Regions from separate parts of the Gossypium arboreum genome. Here region 2 is linked to region 1. Evidence: chromatin contacts called from public Hi-C data. All regions are on one chromosome and are shown on one strand. The core of a region is the stretch at or near the end of the contact, and the rest is flanking DNA. Distances in the headings are between cores, read along the strand shown.

Region 1 (4,861 bases), core at 880-3,379:
AGGCCAAATTGACATAAGTTAAAAAGTATGTGTTCATTCTTTTTGCTGCACATGAACAGTGGACTTAGAGGCAATACAACATTTAAATTGGCGCAATCCAAAACAGAGATTGGCGACTCAACCATTTGCATAGGATTTTTAAAGGAACAAGCAAATAAAAGGCCATTTTTGTACCATTCTGATAAAATGAGGCCATTATAAAATAGTCTCCCATTTCAACAGTTTGTTCTTTTCTAATCCCTCACATTCCTTAACCATAACAACATACGAGCCAAAGTATCCTTCCATTTTACTTACACTCTTAACATTAGCAGAAAGCAACTAAAAAAAAATTTCACAAAATCTGTTTACCTACAAAATTTTGTTGTTGTTTTTTTTTTTTTTTGGGGGGGGGGGTGGTATAGCTCTTAGCCCCCAGCACCTAACGGCCTCCCCATTGGCACTAAGTGGAACCAAAGGCGGCCTACTCGTCCAAAATTGGTCGCCATTTTCCCTTCCATTTGGACTCTGCCTAATCCGTTCCGACGTACGTTTATGTGTGCATATAGAAAGATGAAAGAGAGAAAGAGAATGAATAAAATTAGCTGGAAAAAAGCTGGACAAACCTACTGCAGAAATCGCCTCACGGCCTTCACGCTTGGTTCCATCACTTCCCTTTCCCATATATCCCTCCATTCTAAGTCCGACGATGCTGGTGATGACGACTTGTTTTTCTTCTTCTTCATCATCATCGCTCTAAACGTCGCGGTTGCGTCTAATCTCTTTAGGTCCCACCCTGCCTTTCTCAGCCGCATGATCTTCCCTATCTGCCTCTTCGCCAATATACATGTGTTGTCTTTGATCAGTCTCACTGCTTCCTCGTACACTTCCTTCCGTGCCTGATCGCACCCTTCCTTTGGTACCCTCCCGTTTTCCTCGCTTTCCCATGGAGGGTACTTTCTAAAATATTCGTCGAACTCGGGCACACCTATTGCTTTTCTTAACCCGACCCGGACACCTACTTTTGTTGGGTCATAGAATTGAGCCAACTCCTCCAGCATCCCCGACTCCAGCATCTCATCCACTCGTTCACACAAATAGTCGGACAGTACCGACCAAGCCACGTCAACCCAAAGAAAGCAGCAATCATACCTTAGGAGATGACTCACCGAGTCTGGCCCGGTGAATACGTCCACTTGTGGGTCAAAGGTTTCCACAAGGAGAGCATGAATAAAAGAGTTGGACCCACCAACAAGAAGCGGTAAGTTTCCACGCGAAACAATGTTGGCAATGGTTAAACCCGCAGCCGAGCGGAACTGCGAGGGCGACACGTCGGCGTCGATGGTGTCCAAGTCCCCCAGCAGAAAGTGAGGAAACCCTTTCCTTTCGTGGAGAGGGATTTTGTTGGTTGTTATGTCTAAGCCGTTGTAAAGTTGCATTTTGTCTGAGTTTATGATTTGAGAGTGAGGGAAATGGGTGGCCAAGTCGACGGAGAGGCGGGACTTTCCGCAGCCGGTGGCACCCATGGTGACGATAATTTTGGTCTTGTTTTGATTGGAGTGATGGTGAGGGGGTGAAGAGGAGTCCATGCGTGGGCACCGTGGACGCCGGTGCCGGGAAATAAGAGGATGAAAGAGCGGAGAATGGAGAGAGTGAAATGAAGAGAAAGTGGGTTTCATGAGGAAGACAGGCTGGTTATGGGTTTTGATGAGCTGTGGAGGGACGTATAATACGGAAACCTTCTGCGTGTACCTTTAGTTTTATTGAAATTTAACCACCAATAACACAAAAACAGGGCAACAGACAGAGAAAGAGGAAAAAAGAAACTCTCAAGCAATGGCTTTTGGCCTATATGTAAATTTATTAGTTTCAGTGTTTCGGCATTCTGGGTTTGATCTACACCACCTCATGAGGTGACAAAGTATCAACCTTTTACAATCGAATAGGAAGAGGAGGAGGAGGAGAAGGAAGAGGAAGAAGAAGAAAAAGGAATGGGATTGAAGATTGTTGTTAAACTGATAGAGAAGATTAATAATAAATAGCAGGTGGAAAAGCTGGAAGTGTTTATAAAAATGAAAATTGAGCTGTTCAAGCGCGAATCAAAGGCCCTTTTGGAATTACTATATAAGTTTGAGCCTGGTGTGGTGGCGATGCCCAAATCTAGCTCTCTATTTATACTCTCAACTGCATTTAGAGGTGATCATGGGTCGGGCCGGGTTGGGTTCGGGCTGGACCCAGATAAAATTTTAGGTCCGTCTATTAGGCTTGGGCCCGGCCCGGCCCGAAATATGGGCCTAAAATTTTGTCTAAGCTCAGCCGAAATAAAATTACTAAGCCGAGCTCGGCCCGCCCGCCCATATTAATTTTTTTTCTTATTTCATTAAATAAAAAATTTAAAAATATAATAAATCAAATATATTTAAAAACATAAAAATAAATATTAAAACAAATAAAATAATACTAAAACAATTCTTAAAACAATACACAAATTAACAATATAATAAAAATAGTTATTTTAAAAATTTAAAATAATTAAAAATAAAATAAAAAATATATTAATATATAATTCAGTAGGGCAGGCCAAAAACTCTTACCGAGGCCCGGCCGCGTTTTTAAACGGACATCGTTTTTTTGCCCAAGCCCATTTTTCGGGCCTATATTTTTACCCAAACCTTCCCATTTTTTGGACGGGCCTTCGGGTCGGGCCGGGCCGCCCAGCCCATGATCAACTCTAGTATAGAGGAAAGAGAGATTTTTCATGTGTTAATTCCGCAATCAGGTGGGAACATTTTGCAGCTAGCACACATTGTTAAGATTGTTCTTATAAATTTAGAATTAAATTATAGTCAGAAGTGTTGCTAAAATCTATATTAGAAATTAAATTAGATTTCTTTCTCTTTTCCCTCTCTAATATTTTTATTTCCCATATTATCTGTAATATTTTAGATTTGGATTTCATCTTAATAATAATTGTACCAGTGATGGGGAATATTATTTAAGAGAGATTCTATTAGCTTGCAAATTATTATTATTATTATTATTATTATCAGTTTTTATTTAGACACACATTTCATCACTTGGTTGTTCACCAAACTGATTAAGATGGAGTTGCCTTCCAAATGCTAGTTTTCATCCTGCTATATATTTTTGTATCTAATAAAAAAACACGAAATGTTAATGGATTTTTATCCAAACACCCTCTAAGACATCCCTTTTCTTTATGCTTAGTTCGTCTTGCCAAATTTTCTTTAGTTGCTAAATCGTTCTTGATATGCTTTCCATAAAAAAGTTTTCATCTTCGGAAAGGTTTTGGGTTTCCATAACTTTAGCTACATATTGCTCTCATTTTTCCTATTTTCTGCTCGCCGAAGCCCCTGTAATAACAGCTCTTTATGAAGAGATCACTCAGTACCCAAATCCAACATCTTACTCCCCATATAATTCGGTCACAAGACGAAGGGAGACCAATACGTATACTTCTAATAGCTTGGACTTTATTAGTCAACTCTTGTATAAGGCACGAGTATTCACTTAACCTAGGGGATTGAACAAATGGCGAAGTTTGGAAGGTCCGACACCCATTTATAGAGCCAAAGAAGGATATAACTCCATTTCCAATATTCATTCTCAACCACCGTTTGAGAAGAGAGAATTCATCCAAACTGCTTGGCCATTCCCAAGAAGCCCTTTTTTTTTGTAGTACATCAAGACACGAGGAGAAAGGGAAATAAATTTCTTTAAGGACCTTAACCCAAAGTGCCTTTGGGGAGTTTATTAAGGACCTTAACCAAAATTTATTGAGGGAATCGAATTTTTGGTAAAATGAACACGATAGTTTAAAGCATTGCAAGATAAATACCGATAGAGTTGTGGTAACGACCCTAAAAACAGTATCTCGCCTCGCTTGAGACAAAATGTAATATTCCTTACGTGTCCCGATTTACAATACGAGTTAGAGGTGTTATTAAAGCACTTTTAGACTTGAATAAAAATTTTCTTTTATAAAAGTATCCATTTCACAACATGTTAATGTTCATTGAATCAAATTAAACAAGTTTAGAAGATTAAAATTGATTATAAATTATTTCGAGTCATTGAATACTTATGGGACACATCCAAATTATAAAACAAAAGTTTGAAGCTCAACAACTTAATGTCATTCGGGTTAAGAAAAATAGGAGTATCACAATAACTTAAAATTTAAAACAATTTAAAATAAAATCATAAAATATGATAAAATCATTTTCAAGGGCTTAAAATCATTTTAGAATCATTTAGAAGCTTTCCATAGGTGATTAGCTGTGTCTAGGCCTCAAAATGGGCTCCAAAGAGTCAAAATAGTGCAATGGGTAAACTGAGGGAGAAGTACATATGCCTCTGGAGAAGTACTAATACAACTCCCTAGAATTGTAGAAACTTATAATATTTTTAACTTGTTGTGATACTTATGAAGCTAAGTATCGATATTAAGGGCCCCTAAAGTTGAAATTCAATTCAAAAACACTTAACAAAATCCTCAATCAACATCATATAATACCAATGGGTTTCAAATAATTTTAGACACATTTAAATGACCTTTAAACTTATATTCATTCATAAAAACATACACAACACTTTTAAGGAGCAAAATATAATTTATAACCCATCAAATTCAACTACATTGTCACTTATAAACATAAAACAAATAATTATAATTCTTTACAAATGGTTAAGCCTATATGTACATGCCATTTATCACAATTTCTAATACAATACCATAGGTTCAACCTTATTCAATCCTTGTGTGGTGATATGATGCCTCAAAATCGCTAATTCAATCTTCTTGGAAAAGGTTCCACCTACGCGTTTAATCTACTAACGCGTTAAGCTGAAAGAGATTAGT
Region 2 (4,861 bases), core at 1,600-4,099, 51 kb before region 1:
TTTGGGTCTAGTCCGATGTACTGTCAGTCTAGTCAGTCACATCTATGTCCCTATCTTCTGGGAGTCCTCCGCTCTAATGCCTAAGACAAAGCATTTCCCCAATTGGACTTGATTGACGAAATATTAGCCTTTCAATCGGTTTCTCATTTTTTATTAGACTAAGTACATGTTTAGGTTCGTATACAATATAAGCTGTCTTTCCTATTACAATTTGACCACATAATACCTCTTAGTATTAATTTAAACATTAGACAACCAGTAAGCTAATATTTGTTTCTATTTTGCTTTGCATGCAAAAACCACATAAGGAAATTATACAAAGTTTATTAATGTAATTCATTAATTGTTTTATTAACCAATCTGTTTGAAAACATTACAAGTTTACAAATGTATATATTCCACTTAGGGCACCAGATCCAACATGCACTTGGTGTCACGACATAGCCTTGTTGGTGCCGTGACACCACACACTTAATGTTGCGACTTCAATGGCAGGTTACTCCAAGTTGGTTTTTCAATGAAGTTCATTTCCTTGAGGTGATGGAAGGTCAGTGTAGCGATACACATACACTTGTGTTGAGACCCCTTCTTCCTTGATATTTGGCCTAGTCATCTCCCTACATAAGCTCAAACCAATCATTAGACTCCCAACGACATAGTTTTGCCAATTTAGGTATCAAAAGAGTTAAATACAATAAAAACTATCATTAACACTAAAATCTAAGAATCAATAAAAAGAAACATTAAAAATACTTGTAAACTATTTGAAAACAAGCTCATTGAGTACTCTAGAGAGCCTAATTTAACGTATTAAGTTACGATAGATTAGTAAATCATCTTGTAAAAAAATTTCTAGTTTGTACAAGTTGTGAAATGTAATTTAATTAGATTCTTCTTTAAAGTCTCAAGGGTAATCTAACTAAATTACCTGTCTTAAGTTGTAGAAGCTAGGGTTTAAAGCTCAATTAAAGTATTTAACAAACACTCAACAAATTGTTTTCCTCACATGATTTCAATGCAACTCTAACTTTGATTGAAGTGAACTGTCTCTCTTGATTTAGATGTTTTTTCATGAGTATCATAGGTGGTTGGATTCATTTTCAAGTATGGCCTCTCGTGAGTGTTTAAGAATTGTTCGAGTACAAAATATCTATCTAAAGTAACCTTACATAGGGTTTACTAGATTATCGTAAACCTTATTTACAATTAGTCTTGAAGATTTTTCATTATCCAAAAATGTTTAAACACTTATTGAATACCATGCTTACGAAAGCATTTGAATTAGGAGAGTCAGGGTCGATTTGAGTTAAAGTTAGAGTTGGACTAAAATTTTTATCCTAATAATAGATTGAAGCTTAAATAGTTTGGAGGGAAATAATTTGGCTATCATTTATCAAATGTTTCAATTAAGGTTTAGAGTTATGGTTAGATATTAGGGTTAATAGGGTTTAAAGAAACTTTTGAGGTTTTTAGGTGTATTTATAGTAGACATAATACTCAACATCCATGCGAGTTAAATGCAAGTTTAATTTATATGAGATTACACTAGAAATCTTTTAAAAAATAACATTACGTCATACAAAAATTGTTGGAAAGGAAGTCTGACCTCAACAATCATTATTGTCGGGATTCCGCCAAAACGTATCCATGTAGACTTTGGCACATATGAGTACGGAGGTCGATACTTAAAAAGAAATATTTTGACAAATATTCTTGAAGATCTCTATTTAAATATATATATAATATTTAAATAAAAGATGAGTTTTAATATATTAACAATGCATTTTTTTAACTACACAAATAAAATTATAAATTTGTCACGTGTCTAATTTTTTTATATATATTTAATATTTTACTATATCCTATATATACTTATCATCCCCAATCTACTTGTAAATTTTATTTACAAAATAATTTGAATGAAAGGAGCCAAAGTCCATCTTTGTCGGTAATGTAAATTATGTGCTCATTTACCCATATCTTCGATTGCTTTATTATTATTTTAAGAAAGTAGAATACTTTAGTTAACTGACAAGAAAGTAATTTTACTATTAATTAGAAATGTGAATACATTTTCAGGTATTCTTTTTGTTGATGAAATACATATTCAGTTTAGATATGAGCTTAAAATAGACATATCCTGATTCTTGACCTAACTCAACCTTAGGAAAATATTAGGGAGCAGGCAAATCCCTACTTTTTTTATATTTCAGGAAAGTTGGAACTAACAATCCTGAACTAAACTAGCAAAGCAGCAGTTGTTTCAGTCTCAATAATTTCCTTCCAGTTGAGTAGTCGCCCAAGCAAAAACCATCTCGCTGTCGCCATAAATAAAATCTACCCAACTATTAGTTCCTTCCAACGAAAAAGAAAATAAGTCCCAAGTTTCAAAGGTTTGGTGGTCGCCAATCAATCAGTTTACCATACTTAAACTGAAACTTTCTTGTGATCACAGTTTGATGTGTGATGGGGTTAAACTGAGAGAATACATTGGTTGGTAATAACTATGGGGGGGGGGGTCCTACTTTCTTTTTGTCCAAATAACAAATTTGGTAGCTAAATCCTTCTTGAACAGCTTGATTTGGTTTGGAAAGAGAAAAGAAGTGGCATCAATGAAAAGCAAAATTCCAAATGGGTGATGCCCCCACCACCATTACCATCTTATTGCCGCACGAAAAGTTTAGGTGTGACGCCTTGATAGAAAGCAGTGGCATCAGGTTGCAAGCAAAAAGGAGGATGGAAAGCCAACTATGGGAATCAATGAAAGAGTGAAAGTGCAGATGGTGATGTGACCAGGAAGGATTCAACCTCATCCGTTTCGATCAACTGTTTGACAAAGTCGCAAGGCCTGCTTTGTTCTTACGGCGAGTTGGGAATTTTTCAACGGCCACTGTTGTTGGGATTATGGAAGGGATCCTAAGAAATCAACTTTGTAGTATTCTGGTGATATAATCAAGATGTGCTGATGGTTGTTTACTTTATCTTTTAATTATGAAATTAGAATTTAATTTTTACTTATAAAAATGAGTATATTTTATGATAAATTATTTATCTTTTTAAAAAATTATTTACTTTTTAAAGAGTATCCGCAGAGAAAAGATTATTACTGTTAGTGAAGGACGGGCTGAAATTTCAATTTGATTTTCCATTAAGGTTTTCTAGATAATGTAAAGGTTTAGACTTCATTTTCTTTATAAATTTGGGTTTCGGCTTTAACTTAGTGGGTCATGACTTTAAAGGGTGTAGGGAAGATATGGGTTTGGGTTTAATGGTTTTATAATTTACAAGGATAAATTACATTATTAGTTATTAAATTATAGGTAAATTTTCGTTTTAGTCAACTAATTAAAGAAATTTATACTTTGATCATGAAATTTTTGAAATTGTTTTTCTGTCATTTGACTGTTAAGTGACATTTTTTAATTAGTATAATAAAATTTTAATCCTTAATTTTTATATTTTATGTCAATTTGACCTTAATTATATATAAAATGATAAAAATAATTTTTTAAAAAATTAGAAATAATCAATATCCATTCTTTAAAAAACATAGAAAGAAAATAAAAACGTTAAGCAAAATTATTGGTTCTCTTTTTTACCCTTCTGCTTCTTGAAATGACTATTTCGTTATAATAAAAGAAAAGGATCAGAATATAATTTGTTTATTTCCCATACATATTAGTTTTTAGCAATAATATTTTCAAGATTTTATTTTTATAATTTTTATAGAATTTTATATTTTTTAAAGATAATTTTCCTCTATATTAATTTTAGAATTTTCTTAAAATAATAGTTTTTTTTCTTTTTATAGATGACAGGGTTTTTATCTATGCTACAATATGTTGCCAATGGTTCACGAAATTAGATTAAATTACTATAAACAAAACTATTCAAATTATAAAATAATTGAAACATGACATACAAATATTGAAAATAAAATGAATATAAAAACATTTCAACATGTTAAAATTCACGTAAAATTAATTATTAATGCGTAAAAGATCATATAAATTATATAATGTTTTATCATATTAAATTTCAAAAAGAAATTATACATAATATACCACAAATTAAAACACACAACTAATTCGATAACGAAAAAATATTATACTTTAAATTAAATTACTACAAAAATATATAAAACATGACTTAACATGAGTTAAAAGTTTTTAAAAAGTTTTAGACATTGTTTATACGTAGATTCAATCCAATTAAAATATAAATTTTAACATTTTATCCAAATTTAACTCTCTATAAAATAGGATAATTGAGTCTTGGATTTAAATTTTTCTTTGATAATCCACAATTTATTAATAAATTAAAAGACTAAAACTTTCAACTTTAGCAATTGAGAACAACAGCAACAAATGAGAAATATAGATTGATGTGGTTTGTTTGGGTTTGGGCTTGGTTTTTATGTATTAAAGATGGGTCTACATTTAGGTTTAAATAATATTTGGGTTTAAGTTGGTTTTATATATTAAAATTTTATATAATCAGATTGTGTCGGGTTCGAATTTTAATAATTTATCTTAGTCAAACCCGAATAGAAAATAAGTTTATACTTCTACCTAATCTTATTTTCGAGGCTTTGTTTATTTGTTCAAGTTTTTTTATATTTTGGACGGATCATTCTAGTTTAGATGGGTAGTTCGATCATTGAACAACTCTAATCACTAGTCATCTTTACTTTAAGCGTTTTAAAAAAGCAATTGATAATTTTTAATAAATTCTTTTAAATTATTTTAAAAAAATAAATTCTATTTATACTTAAAATTTTAATTTAATCATTATTCTTTCTATAGTTAGAAATTCATTTTGATAACATTATAGTTAATACAATTTTATTGTTGATAACATA

What was found. Hi-C and Micro-C count contacts between places; a contact is called where the count stands out from the background.
Region 2: a contact with region 1 is called in a Hi-C map of leaf, with 2.1 times the contacts expected there. The contact joins the enhancer-like site here to the promoter of LOC108460038 in region 1. A contact is called at or near these places in 2 of 5 Hi-C or Micro-C datasets (both in leaf).

Annotation. Positions count from the first base shown.
Region 1 is chr4:112,812,978-112,817,838 of ASM2569848v2, reverse strand. LOC108460038 (adenylate isopentenyltransferase-like) reads right to left here and starts at 2,129. Exons shown (of 1, transcript XM_017759419.2): 1 at 1-2,129. The coding sequence starts at 1,658. The coding sequence ends at 606.
Region 2 is chr4:112,864,454-112,869,314 of ASM2569848v2, reverse strand. No RefSeq gene overlaps it. Among protein-coding and RNA genes, the nearest start is that of LOC108457833, 8.7 kb to the left of the region's middle. Within about 2 kb of position 2,849, at least 2 of the 2 cell types and tissues checked have an H3K27ac peak or open chromatin away from gene starts, as enhancers often do. A contact at or near this core is called in leaf, where this site is marked.